Linked DNA regions of Anas platyrhynchos: region 1 is linked to region 2. A link is a contact called in public Hi-C data. All regions are on one chromosome and are shown on one strand. Each heading gives the region's core, a stretch centred on a gene start, on an enhancer-like site or on the middle of the called end of the contact. The rest is flanking DNA. Distances are from core to core; before and after follow the strand shown. Region 1 overlaps LOC113839717 (a long non-coding RNA gene). Region 2 holds the start of MAD2L2 (mitotic arrest deficient 2 like 2).

Region 1 (3,345 bases), core at 541-3,040, 100 kb before region 2:
GGCTTCTCATTCTGCTTGCTCAATAGTGACAAATGGCACGCAGCAATAAATAGCACAATGGGATAGTGTGAACTCTTGTCCCTTTATTTGGCTTCTTGGCTAGCAGACCTTCTAAATCAATGGGCACTGTTGACACTGCCCAGAGATATTCCAGGATGCACAAGGTTGCAGAGAAAAACCTGGCAAATGTTACCCCAGCCAAAAGGACTTCAGAAACGTCCTTCTCAATGCCACCTCTTCTTACAGAAAGAGATATTCTGCAAAATCCATGATGAGTCCAGACCAACGCATCTAGTGGTGGATCTACACTTGGCCACCCACCAAAACACCTGACAGTCTGCTGTCCACACAGACATCATTTATACTCATTCATATATCACACACACACCACGTGCCTTCCCTAGACTGAACCACTCACACATTCTTACATAGTTATTAGAGGCTAAAGCTTGTGATAGAGCCACTCATCCTCTTCTGGTACTGTCTGTAGTTTGTTCATGAGTCAGACTGAAGTGGTCATTTTATCCAAAATTCTCAAGTTTCTAATCTGCTGGGGTGGATTTGTTTGCTTGGTTGGTTTGTGTGTGTTTCGTTTGAGTTTTTTAAACCTGAACTTGTTCTAATCGAACTTTGAGGCATTCACCAGAAGAGGTCACCACACACCTCAGTAATGACGGAGACAGACAACCCAAAGTAAGGAGGTTAGGTGGGATCTCACCAGACTGGTCGTCCAGTTTTGCTGGGGAAATCTCCCTCTGTGCTCAAAATAACTGGGGATATATAATGCCCATGCTGTCCAGGAATGGTTCCCTCTCTTCCTCCTGTCAGAGCTCATGAACTGGGGATTAATGCCTTAGTAGCCTTTCTTCTTCCAGCTGTGGTTTAGCTGCATGCTTTGCCACACAAAGAATTTTACCAACAGAGATCTCACGTAGCTCCCACTCAACGTGCCATCTCCCCACAGTAAGGAATAATATATATACCAATTAGATCTCAGTTTAAATATCAGAGGTATCTAACAAAGAGGAGGAAAGCAGTGTGAATACTTACAACCTGCCTGTGTAGACATCCCCACCTTTCCAAAACAACTATCCAGTAAGATTCTGTTCATCTCCCTGGAGATGAAGCTAAGCCTAAAATAACAGTTTGGGATGAGGACTTATGGAACATGAATACTTCTCTATGCATCTGCCGCTCACCACACACCAACCTTGTGCCATTGCTCCAAAAACCTCAGCTCATTTCCGAATTGTTTTTGATTTTACCAGTGTCTCCAAAACCTGGAAGGTTTGTTTCAGCTGTTCCTACAATGTTTGCTTAACCTTCACCCCCCCTTCTAACTTCTCACATTTATCTAATACAAAACCCCTCCCTTCTTGCTGTCATCCTGACATGATTAATCTGAGAAACTTCTCCAGTATTACAGCCTTTAACAGACTTCTGGGTTTTTCATACTTGGTCTCCAGCCATTTTCATGCTTCACCCACTTTACACTGCTCTACTACTGTTATTTACATCTACAGCTGAATCCATTCCTTCTCCACTTTTTCCTTTGAGAACTAAGGATTTCATCTGCTGCACCAGTGGGGGGGGGGGACGGGACGGGACTCTGTGTTTAAAGTACATTGGAAAAAGCAGCTGGCTTCTAGATGTCAAAAGAGTTTACAGAGAAATTGATATAACCATCAGCAACACTAGCACTGAGCAGAATCAGGGATCTTTAGAACCAAGCCACACAGCATGACCATTGAACCTAAGAATGCCCTTATGCACAAAGAAAAGGCTCCTTCGAGAGATGAATCACTGAAAGGGGGCCAGGAACACCCAGCAATGAATCACTGGATGTTGCACTTCTCTCTCTAATGTCATCCAAGCACCAACACTGGCAGATAATGAGAGGAATCAGAATTGAATCTTGGCAGCGACAGGCCAGATACAGAAGTCTCATGTGGCTGCTCTGTTTCCACTCCTGCTGTCACAGAGATCAGAATTGGGCCCACCTTCTCTCCCAGCAAGCAGCAGTGAGCAGAGCACTCAGCCATTTGACTAACACTGAGTACAGTCTGCAGCTATATCATCCCCTCCCTCACTGTTCTTTCCCTGCTAGGCTTCATTAGCATCAGCTGAATGTGATAAATGTGCCTGACAAACCTAATATTAAAATTTTGCCATCAAAACCCAATGCTGCAGAACCACCTATGACCTGCTGTGAAATGCCAGACTGCTGCCCTCCTTATCCTCAAGTGGCCCAGGCCCCTTCTCGTCCCAGAGGGTTACAGAGGAAAATATCCCTGCCTCACCTCATCAAAGAGATCAGTGAGCATTAATGAGAGCAGGTCAGATCAGGCAATGGCAAAATGCATTCCTGGGACCCCAGAGAAGAGCAGTGACAGCACAGAATCCCTCCTACTGGCTTTTTCAGTCCCTCAGGAAGTGTTGTTGGGCAGAAAGGTAGTATATTAATGCAGAGATGTTCTTCAACATCAATATGTGAATACTGTCATTTTTATTCCCTATGATGAATTAATATTCTCCCCCTTCTTACTCTATGGTGAAACATTGGGTAGTCATTTTTGAGAGAAGTTGCCCTACCTGAGTGAAACTGGAGGCAATACCACCAGCTTTCTGTCCAGGTGTCCTCTCGGATAGATGTAGAGACAAAAAATCCCCTCTCTATTTTCCAGCCTGGTCACACATGAGTCTGCTCTGCCAATTTGCTAACGTAACACCCTTGCTGCAGGATTCGTGAGCTCAGGACCTGCAACACCTTGCAGAGCAGGCTGAGGAGTTCTGTCTGCCTCATGCCCCTGTGCTGACATCCCTCACATGAGGGCTCCTGAGGAGAGCCCTCAAGGCTGCGACAGCAACATTGGCTGGATCAGTGAAGGAACAGGGCAAACTGAGGTAGAAGGATGGATTGAAGCCAGAGTCCAACTAGTCCAGGCTTTAACTCTGCCAAGGTGCCCTACCAGGCCGTTAGCAGAGAGAGGAAATGCATGCAGTAGGCCACTGTAGGATGACCTGCCCACCAGGGAAGTTCACGTTTGGGTTATTCCCCACAGACAGGCTATCAAAGATATTGGGAGATCAGAGCTCCTTCCACTACACAGTCCTAGCCATCCTTCAGATAATGGACCAAATTCTGCTCTGGATTGTGCTGATACAGATCCAGGGGACACATTCAGCTTTGTACCAGGTAAGTGAGCTCAGTAGTTTCTGTGCCCACTGCCTTTTCTGTGAGGAGAGCTATGGCTGCAGATCCCCCCGCACCCCCTCCTGCAACAGGGCCTTGCTATCAACAAAATCTAAGCTGAAGGCAGTAAAGTGCCAGAAGAGCAAGCAGAG
Region 2 (3,260 bases), core at 610-3,109:
CAGTACCCTCTGCTCTGCTTCCCTCGGGGACTTCACAGAGTGGCTGACACAGCCATCACAGGCAACCTGCTATCAACCAGAGGCTCCTCTACCCAATAATGAGATTAAAATAGCAATGAGGCTGAGATTAGCATCCAAGATATAGTCGCTTGCTGTCAGCGCGGCAGAGAAGACTCTCCGGCTTAATGCACAATGCCTAGTGACAAATGAGACACAGTCAATAGCAAAGGTCACTGCTCACCCGGCTGGAAAGCACCCGCCAGTGTGACGGGGAGGAGAGGGGCAGGTTTGGCCCAGTCCTCACCGTGGGGAGCGGTGGACGCGTCCCCAAGTGGCAGAACAGTTAGACTGTGCTTTCAACATTGTTCCTTGTGTGTCGTTCTCACTTTGAACCAAAACATGTAGGATTAATGCCTCCTTCTGCAAGGGAGAGGAGATGGAAATACAAAACCATTTCCATTAAATCCTCCGGTTGACGGAAGACTTCAGGTGTGAATTGGATAAATGTCACTTAAATCCTACATGATGAATTACCGGCTGTAATAAGCCATTAACGGAAGCCAAATTGATTTAATTCAGAAACGAGATCTCACTTTTATCACCAGAGGAAGAGCGGAGAACAAACCCGTGGGCACTCAGGGGCTCGGCGCGCAGTTTTGCAGACACAATGACGGGGGAAAAGCTTCCCTCACCCCTCGGCCACTTTGCTCAGCTCCGAACCAGGACGTACCCCCGGGGAGCTCAGCACCCACCTAGGCAAACGGCGGTGCCTCTGGTGCCAGGGCAGGGACCAGCCGTGTCCCAGCCGTGCCGGGAGGGAGGCGCACGGCGCTGCGCATCCTGCGCCCCGAGGGCGAGCGAAGCAGCGGGACAGTGAGCACCGGGAGGCTGCTGCCCGGCACGGCGACAATAGGCACATCCGAAGGGACCTCGCACCTCGGGAGGGTGCCCGGTTGTCCCCCAACCCCCCGGCTCCCAGCCCCGCGCGATGCCGCCGCCACCCGAGGCACCGCGAGCATCCCGGCGGCGGGGATGGGGATCCCCGACCCCCCGGCCTTTGTCTCCTCCGGGGCGCACGGAAAGTGGGGACGTGCCGCCCTCCCCTCGCCCCCCATCCCTGAGAAAGCAACGGGGAAAAAAAAACAAAAAAAAAAAAAGAAAAAGCTCGGGGGAGCATGGAGCATGCAGCCCGCTGCCTACCTGTCCGCAGCTCCTGGCGTGCGCCGAGCCCGGCAGGCAGGGCAGGGCCGGCAGGGGCTGTGCGTGCAGCGGGAGGGGAGGGGAGAGGGTCTGCGGGGGGGGGCAGGGGGTGTGCAAAGCCGGCAGGAGGAGGAGGAGGAGGAGGAGGAGACGATGGAGATGGGGGGGAGGCAGTGGGGGAATGCGCGGAGGAAGCGGGGACGCCGGGAATCCCGGGGGAGCGGGGTGCAGGGGGGGGTGCGCGGTGCGGGGGCCATGGTGCGAGGGAGGCGGAGGGGCGCGGGGGCTGCCGGCGGCAGCGGGGCACACAAAGGACGGAGACAAAGGCGGGGAAGCCCCGGCCGGGCCCCGCTCACCTGCCCGCCGTCGCCACGGGGGGGGGGGGCCGGCCCGGTTGTCCCGCTCCCCGCAGGGGGATCCCGGCGTTAGGGCAGCGGGGGGCGGGCGGCAGGCGGGCCCCGCTCCCTGCAGCCCCATAGCGGCGGTGGGGGCAGCTGCGGGACGCGAGGACCCCCCCCCCCCACACACAAGGGACGGGGACCGGGCTTGGGACCGGGACCGGCAGCGGGAGCAGCCCCGCGCCCCTCCTCCCGGTTTTCCCGCCACCAGGGGGCGCGCCACCTGCCCGCCGCATGACGTCACAGGCGCGCGCCGCCGCGCGGCCGGCAGCGCTGGGCACCGGGCGGGGGCGGGCGGCGGGAACCGGGGCAGCGGCGGGGCCCGGCCCGGGGCTGGGCTGGGCTGGGAGGGGAGGGCACCGGGCACCCGGCACCCCTCGGCCCGGCACGGCTCGGAGCGGCTCGGGGCTGACCGGCACCGCGCTCTCCTCCGCCGGGCACGGTGCGGCACGGGGCTGGCGGGCACCGGCGGTTCCTCGGCGCGGAACGGGCGGCTGCGAGCCCGGTAGGAGCCCGGTGGGGGTCCGCTGGGGGCTCAGGGGGGGCTCGGGGGGAGCGGCGGCACCTCGCACCGTGGGCGCGGGGAGGCAGGGAGAAAGGCAGGTGGGAAAAAGGCTCGGAAAGGGCGAGACCGGGGTACCCCCGGTAGCCGTGCGTGCCCTGAGGCTTTGTCCTCCGCGGGGCCGGCCCCGAGAGGAGGAGGAGGAGGAGAGGAGAGGAAGGCTCCTTTGGGCTTCTCCTTTTTCTCCTCCGAAGCCGTGAAAGGGGCAGGGCGCGGTGCAGCCTGATCCGGGAGGCCTGTGCTCGTTTCCCTGGGCTGGTGCAGGAGCCTGCGTAAAGGACAGCGCTGTCAAGATGACAGATTGCCAATTACGCGATGCTCCTGCCTCCTGTGCTGCGCTTTTCTTTCCCGAATCTCGTCTCTGAGGGGTTTGCTGGCTCCCAAAAAGCATCGTGAAGGACGTGCGGGCAGCCTAGTGCCTGCTCCTTGCTTGCTGTAGCCATCTCTCAGTGCGCTGCGTTATGCTGGGGAGCTGGGACTGCTGCTGCTGGGAAGGGACCCTGTGAAGAAATGAAATGCATCAAAAGGAAAAACACTGAAAGGAATAGGTGCAAGTCTGTTAGGGGCAGCGTTGCTCCGATCAGTTACTGATTAGAGTAGGTTAGAGTTTGCATGCATGGAGAATGACTAAAATAACGAAACGCACTAAAAATTGTGATAGGAAATTATCCGCGTTATAGCCTGAAACATGTCAGGTCCTGACGGCGGTGTATAACAAACTGTTGGAAAGTTGAGCCCCAGCATCTGCTGATTGATTGTTGGTACATGATACTCGTGTTGGCTACTGATGTGCTGCCCTTGTCACAAATTCCTGCAGGACAAATGCCAAATTAATTATATGGCTGTGCAGGGTTTGTATTCCTTGGGGTTTGAGAGAGGCTCCGAGGCTGTTGTTAGTGCATAGCAGATGGGTACCTGGGTTGGGTAGGTGGAAGGTGCAGATCCTGACCTGAATATTTTGTGGTGGTGTGAGAATAACTCCATAAAACTGAGATCTTGTGCTATAAGAGGATACAGAGCCTAGAAAAGGGGTATGTTCTAATATGTTACTAGAACATTTATGTGGCTTTTAAATAATAAGTAGTGTTCCCTGTGCTGCT

The links. A called contact is a pair of places that touch in the nucleus more often than the background predicts.
Region 1: a Hi-C map of skeletal muscle shows a contact between it and region 2, with 5 times the contacts expected there. The contact joins the enhancer-like site here to the promoter of MAD2L2 in region 2. A contact is called at or near these places in 5 of 8 Hi-C or Micro-C datasets (F1 follicle, liver, skeletal muscle and 1 more).

Annotation. Positions count from the first base shown.
Region 1 is chr22:5,347,741-5,351,085 of IASCAAS_PekinDuck_T2T, reverse strand. The region is part of intron 2 of LOC113839717 (a long non-coding RNA gene); the gene reads right to left. Among named protein-coding and RNA genes, the nearest start is that of KIAA2013, 34 kb to the left of the region's middle. Within about 2 kb of position 1,790, at least 1 of the 8 cell types and tissues checked has an H3K27ac peak or open chromatin away from gene starts, as enhancers often do.
Region 2 is chr22:5,243,827-5,247,086 of IASCAAS_PekinDuck_T2T, reverse strand. It overlaps MAD2L2 (mitotic arrest deficient 2 like 2), which reads left to right and starts at 1,859. Exons shown (of 9, transcript XM_072026979.1): 1 at 1,859-2,114. It overlaps DRAXIN (dorsal inhibitory axon guidance protein), which reads right to left and starts at 1,356. Exons shown (of 7, transcript XM_027443083.3): 1 at 1,201-1,356.